Linked DNA regions of Gossypium hirsutum: region 2 is linked to region 1. A link is a contact called in public Hi-C data. All regions are on one chromosome and are shown on one strand. The core of a region is the stretch at or near the end of the contact, and the rest is flanking DNA. Distances in the headings are between cores, read along the strand shown. Region 1 holds the start of LOC107956204 (angio-associated migratory cell protein). Region 2 holds the start of LOC107889813.

Evidence for each region. A called contact is a pair of places that touch in the nucleus more often than the background predicts.
Region 2: a Hi-C map of leaf shows a contact between it and region 1, with 2.5 times the contacts expected there. The contact joins the promoter of LOC107889813 here to the promoter of LOC107956204 in region 1. A contact is called at or near these places in 3 of 34 Hi-C or Micro-C datasets (all in leaf).

The regions. Positions count from the first base shown.
Region 1 is chrD06:29,927,020-29,929,719 of Gossypium_hirsutum_v2.1, forward strand. LOC107956204 (angio-associated migratory cell protein) reads right to left here and starts at 1,256. Exons shown (of 10, transcript XM_016891930.2): 1 at 1,013-1,256; 2 at 836-919; 3 at 147-266. The coding sequence starts at 1,097.
Region 2 is chrD06:30,187,983-30,190,691 of Gossypium_hirsutum_v2.1, forward strand. It overlaps LOC107889813, which reads right to left and starts at 1,264. Exons shown (of 2, transcript XM_016814372.2): 1 at 909-1,264; 2 at 513-821. The coding sequence starts at 1,131. The coding sequence ends at 667. LOC107889803 reads left to right here and starts at 1,692. Exons shown (of 3, transcript XM_041095469.1): 1 at 1,692-1,933.

The DNA of each region.
Region 1 (2,700 bases), core at 6-2,505:
TTAGAAAAGTCAAAGGGATGTGTGTGTCACATCCACTTTGGCAAAATGCAAAAGTAAAATTGGCTTCAATAAATCACTGAAGAGAAAAACTTGTACTGCAAAAAGAGAGTGAACTGTCTAGATGTTGTATTGTATCATGGCCATACCTTGGAGCTCAGAAGCCCAATCAGCATGACCTATCTTCCAAAGGAACCCCTTATCATCTCCACCCCCAGTAGCCACTAACACTGGATCTGTTGGGCTACAGGCAACTGCATAAAGTTCACCTGGAAAAACATTCATTGCATTAAGATTCTGTACAAATTCTGGTGAGTTTTCTCTCTAAATTCTTTTAGACGCATAGAGGATGACTTTCATAAGGATTTTGTTTTTCTTACAAACTTTCGTAATGATGCTTGATGTTCATCTATTGTGAAAAATAGCCTTCATGAAGGAAGCTAGTAGTAAAGAGTAAATTGAGATAGAATAAACATTACAATAATCTGATGGGACAACCCTTTCTAAATATTCTAGTTCCCATTTCTATATTGATGGAATAATTTCGTAAACAATTCTAAGATCTATTTTCCCCTTTAAGGAAACACAGATTAGTTTTGACATTTGAGCTGGTAATCAAAGCAAGTTTCTCTCAAGAAAAATAGTATGGCAAATTAAAATTCAACAAACATCAATGATTATTTTCAGGAACTAATATCGAATTTCAAATTAAACTTAAAATCCAGATAAATCAAGGTCTGAACAATAAAGTTAAGCCGTTTGAAGCTACCACGAAATCTAATCCCAGCTTTGAACATGAAAACACAAAACAACAACTAAAAAAAGAAATTGTTAATACCCGTATGGCCAGTGAATATGTGAATAGAATCATCTGGATCCTCAATATTTTCAATATCATCCTCATCGTCAGCATCAGGAAGATCTGAATAAACCCACGCACAGAAAGAAAAATACAAATAATATTAAAAGAATATAGTAACAAAGGAAACGTAAATTTAGATAGAGAGACCGAAACCTTCTTCGTCGACATCAACTTCGTGGATTATGTCGGATTCATCAAAGAATACCTGGCCCTGCTCCTCGTCATCCTGGGCTGGCATGTTCTTATTTTTTTTCTTGGGTTTTGTGTTGAAGCAGCTGTGAGAGTAGAGGTTAATAAGGGTTTTTAAAGGTGTCTCACCATGAATATATGTTTCGGTCGTAGTCTTGATGCGTCTGAACTCTGAGTTGGATTTGACTTGTGAACCCAAACTTTGACTCGCCTCACTAAACATCTATACTATATTTAATCATATATGAGGGTCAAAAAGAAAATTTTAAATAACAAATTTAATTGACAGTTATAAAAAATGTTGACTCAATTGAGTTTTTAATGATTCAAAAAATATTAATTAGTTTTATTAATTAATAAAAATTAGCAGTTGATTGATTTGATAGTTAATTTTCATGATTAACAAAATTACTAAAAATTATCTCGTGCGAGTACTAATAAAATTAATTTTTTCAAAAAATAATTAAAAAAATAATAATTAGAATGTACATATAAATAAATTTGAACAACATTGTTTAGATTCATTTTGGATAAATAAAAAAAACTTTAAAAAAATTGTAAAAGAGTTATTGAAAATTATATAAATATTTAAATATGCAAAAACTCAAAAAAGTATTATTCATTAAAATTTTCTAATATATATATATATGTTTAAATAGACAACGTTAGTTTGAGAGAAAAGGTGTTCTCATATTCTCCATCTTTGCCGTCCAAGTTAGGAAGAAAAAAAAATGCTTATTCCATAGCCATTTTCGGTCAAAAATTCTCAAGGTAAAAATGTAAATTTTCATTTAATTTGTGTGAATTTATGATTTTGTCAACCTAGCATATTGTACCCATGTGTTAAAATTTCAAATTGTTATGTTAAATCTAAATTGCCATTAAAGAGTTGTTAACTTGAAAATAATGGAGGTTTAAATGTTTAGCTTAGATTTTGTTAAAATTGTATCAAAAGATAGTCAAAGTAGCTTAGTTTTAAAGGTATAGCTATATAGTTAATTTTTTATATTGGGGACTAATTTCAATAAAGTGAAAACTTTAGAAAATAATGTTATAATTGAAAGTTTGGGTCCTTTATGAAAGAATGTGAAATTAGATTTTTATTTGATACTAAATATTGAAAAATATGAGTATTCCGGATATACGGACTAAAACTACATTATATTAAATTGTTGTGTTTTCCTATGTTTATGTGAAACTGGTATTATTTCTATATCGAATTTATTGTATGTAGTTAAGGATGACGTCGGGTCATCTTGAGATAAAGGAAAGGTGAAGGTCGTATACGAGTAGCCTATTTTGGCTTTTACTTTCATGATTTGAGTTTAATATATATATGTATGACTTGTTACAACTATCATGCATAAGTTAATGATCATACTTGTCAGGTTAATGGTAAGTATAAAATAGTAGGTAACTTGTGAAAAATGTGATGATACTAAATATGATGATATGGATATGATGAATAATATAAAAAACATGTTAATATAATAAGATGATATGAAATGACATGAAATTTATTTGAGCATGATGTGAATTTATTAGGTACTAAATTATGTATGTGAACTATATATGTTTGAAACTTTGATACCCTATTAAAAGTCTTGGATATAGTCGAGTATAGTTGGCATGCCATAGGATTAGTGTACGGG
Region 2 (2,709 bases), core at 14-2,513, 260 kb after region 1:
TCTCCTAGAGTTTACAGTTTTACTCTTTACCAATAGAAAGTCATTTCTTCATTTTTCAAGGGTTGCCAGTAAAAACCAGTTGTTATCATCTTTAACTTACTCTCATATGCATGCTAACCTTACAGGTCCTCATACAGACCATCTTAGTTCCGCCCTATAGATGCTTAAACAAAGCAATTTAGTTTTATTCCCACATTATAGACAACCCCTCTTTCAATTTTCTTTTAATCAATTACTTCTACTCAATGCTTTTATTTTCCTTCTACTTTTTTTTCTTCCATTTTTTTGAAGTTTTCAATTAGCAAACAAGCTTAATTTCAATAGAACCTTAGTAAAACATATATAATTCCACACCAAAAGGAACTAATAAAGTAAGAACACTGAATTAGAATAATCCCATTAAGGGAAGTAAAAGCAACCTTTGAATTCTTAACAATATTTAGCATTATTTAAGAATTTAGCTCACTGGTTTTTATCATTTAATTAGATACTAGTAAAATTAGCACCTAAGCTACAGCATTACTAATTAATATTTCAAATAAAAAAGAAAAGAAAAGCGTAACAACTCAGTGTTATCTCGTTCAACTAGACAAACTCGACGATAATAGTATTACAACATAAAAAGGATAAAAAGGCAAGAAAAATTTGGGAGTAGAGAGTTAAGAATCAAAGATTACGCTTCCCCCTGATCTTTCCCTTACCACCGGCGCGGCGCTTCTTTTTGGCGATCTTCAATTTCTTTTTGGACATCTTTCCTATTCTACCAATAGCTCTCAAGGAGGCCTTGGTCTTGTTTTCATCACAGTCAGCCATCTCCACCTCTGTCCAATGGCAGAAAACGAATGAATTACATATATAAACAGAAGGGAAAAAGAAAATCTGAAATTGAATCATATGTATATATATACCCATGGAGTTCAGATTGGTTGTTGCGGAACTGGGTGCGGTAACTTGTTCTTCGAGCTGCATAGAACCAGAGGGTGGGGAAGAGGCGGGCAGCTTAGGGGCAGCCAGGGCAGCCTCTATGGCAACCATCTTAGCTTCATCTTTCTTCTGATAGAAAGGTTCCACTATTTCCCTCCTTATGGCTCTCAGCCTCTTCTCTCTCTTCGATCTCATCGACTTTGCCATTTTCTTTTAGGATTTTCCCTTGTTCTTCTTAAACGTTAAGAAGAAAATATTGCTAGGGTTTCTGTTTCTTTCTATTACTCCAGAGTCTAGGGTTTTTGGCATTTATTTGTACGAGTCTCGGTTCAGGTTTGTTTGGTTGTAGGGCTGCCTTTATCCTATCCCGATTACAAATACGGTTTCCGGAAACGCACCGTTTCATATATTATTTATCCAATCAAAAGAATAATAGAGTTCATGAATCCTGATGTAGGCCCTACTCTAAAATAATATGACCTGTTCCAATTATATAGTACAAAAGGTTCAATTTTTGTTATTAGACCCTATACTTTGTGTAAATTGTAGATTTAGTACATGTACTTTAATTTGATTAATTTTAGTCCTTACCTTTTTGAGTTTTGAAATTTTAATCCTAACCCGATGGTAACAGTTAAATCTGTTTGGTTAAATTATGTCATTAGTCTTGTTTTAGGTGTAAAGTTATAGATTTAGGCCCCGTTCTCCATTGCGTTTTAGAAGGACTTCTGCAATAAAAAGTCCTTTTCTCTTAAAAGGAATGAAGAATGGCCTCCATTTTCTCAAAAAATTCACCATCTAAAACGTCATTTTCTCCAAATGAAGAGCTAAAAATTTCACCATCGAAAAAGCTTGAAGTGCTTTTGGCTGATAATTGACCAAATTAACCTGTCTTCTCCCCCCCCCCCAAAAAAAAAACGTTCTTTCCTCTACTGTGAAAGCTTTATGCCCATTTTTTTCACATTTTCACTGTGAAAGCTCTTTCCTGTTCTTTATTTCTCTTCCGCAGGTGAGTTTGTTTTCTTCTTCTTCTCTTTAATTATTAATTATGCTTTGTTTTTAGTTGCTTTTTAGTTCCTCTTCCGCAGGTAAGTAACTCTTCCAACAGAAAAAAAAAAGAGGGAAAATTCTGGCTTTTGTGTCTCTTTTGCTTTACTGCTTTGTGCCTCTACTGCTGCTTTGCTCTGCCTCTTTTGCTTTGGGCCTCTTTTGCTTTACCGCTTTGTAACTCTTCCAAACTATTTTGGTTGATAAAAATAGAAGAAATATAGACTAAATCAAATTTCGTATCCAAATTCCATATCGTTGCTGAATTCTCTGTATCTTTTGTATTTAAAAGTTTTGATGATGTTCTTTTTAATTGTTTCTAGGGTTTAGCTTTACGATAAGAAACATTACTAATTACTCGAATTCAAGCTCTCCAATCTATTGTTGATATTTCGATACTGAAAATTAATTATATAAATGATCATAAAATCACATTCGACGGTTGGATTTTGCAATGAATCTCCAAATATTTAACAATTATTGTTATTTTTGAATGAATGAAACGTACTTTCTTTCTTATGCACGAAAAATTGTTGTATTTTTTTGATTTTTTTTAAATTTTAGTAGGAAAAAAGTATGATTAATTCAGTTAAGTGATATTGTCATTAGACAGATAGCTTTTTGTAATTGCTTATCTAAATGTGTTTGTTTGTGTCTATATATATGTGCAGTGGTTTTAAAATGGAGAATGACATTCAAACCAGTAGAATTTTAATAGCTTTCTTTGGACTTAGGAAG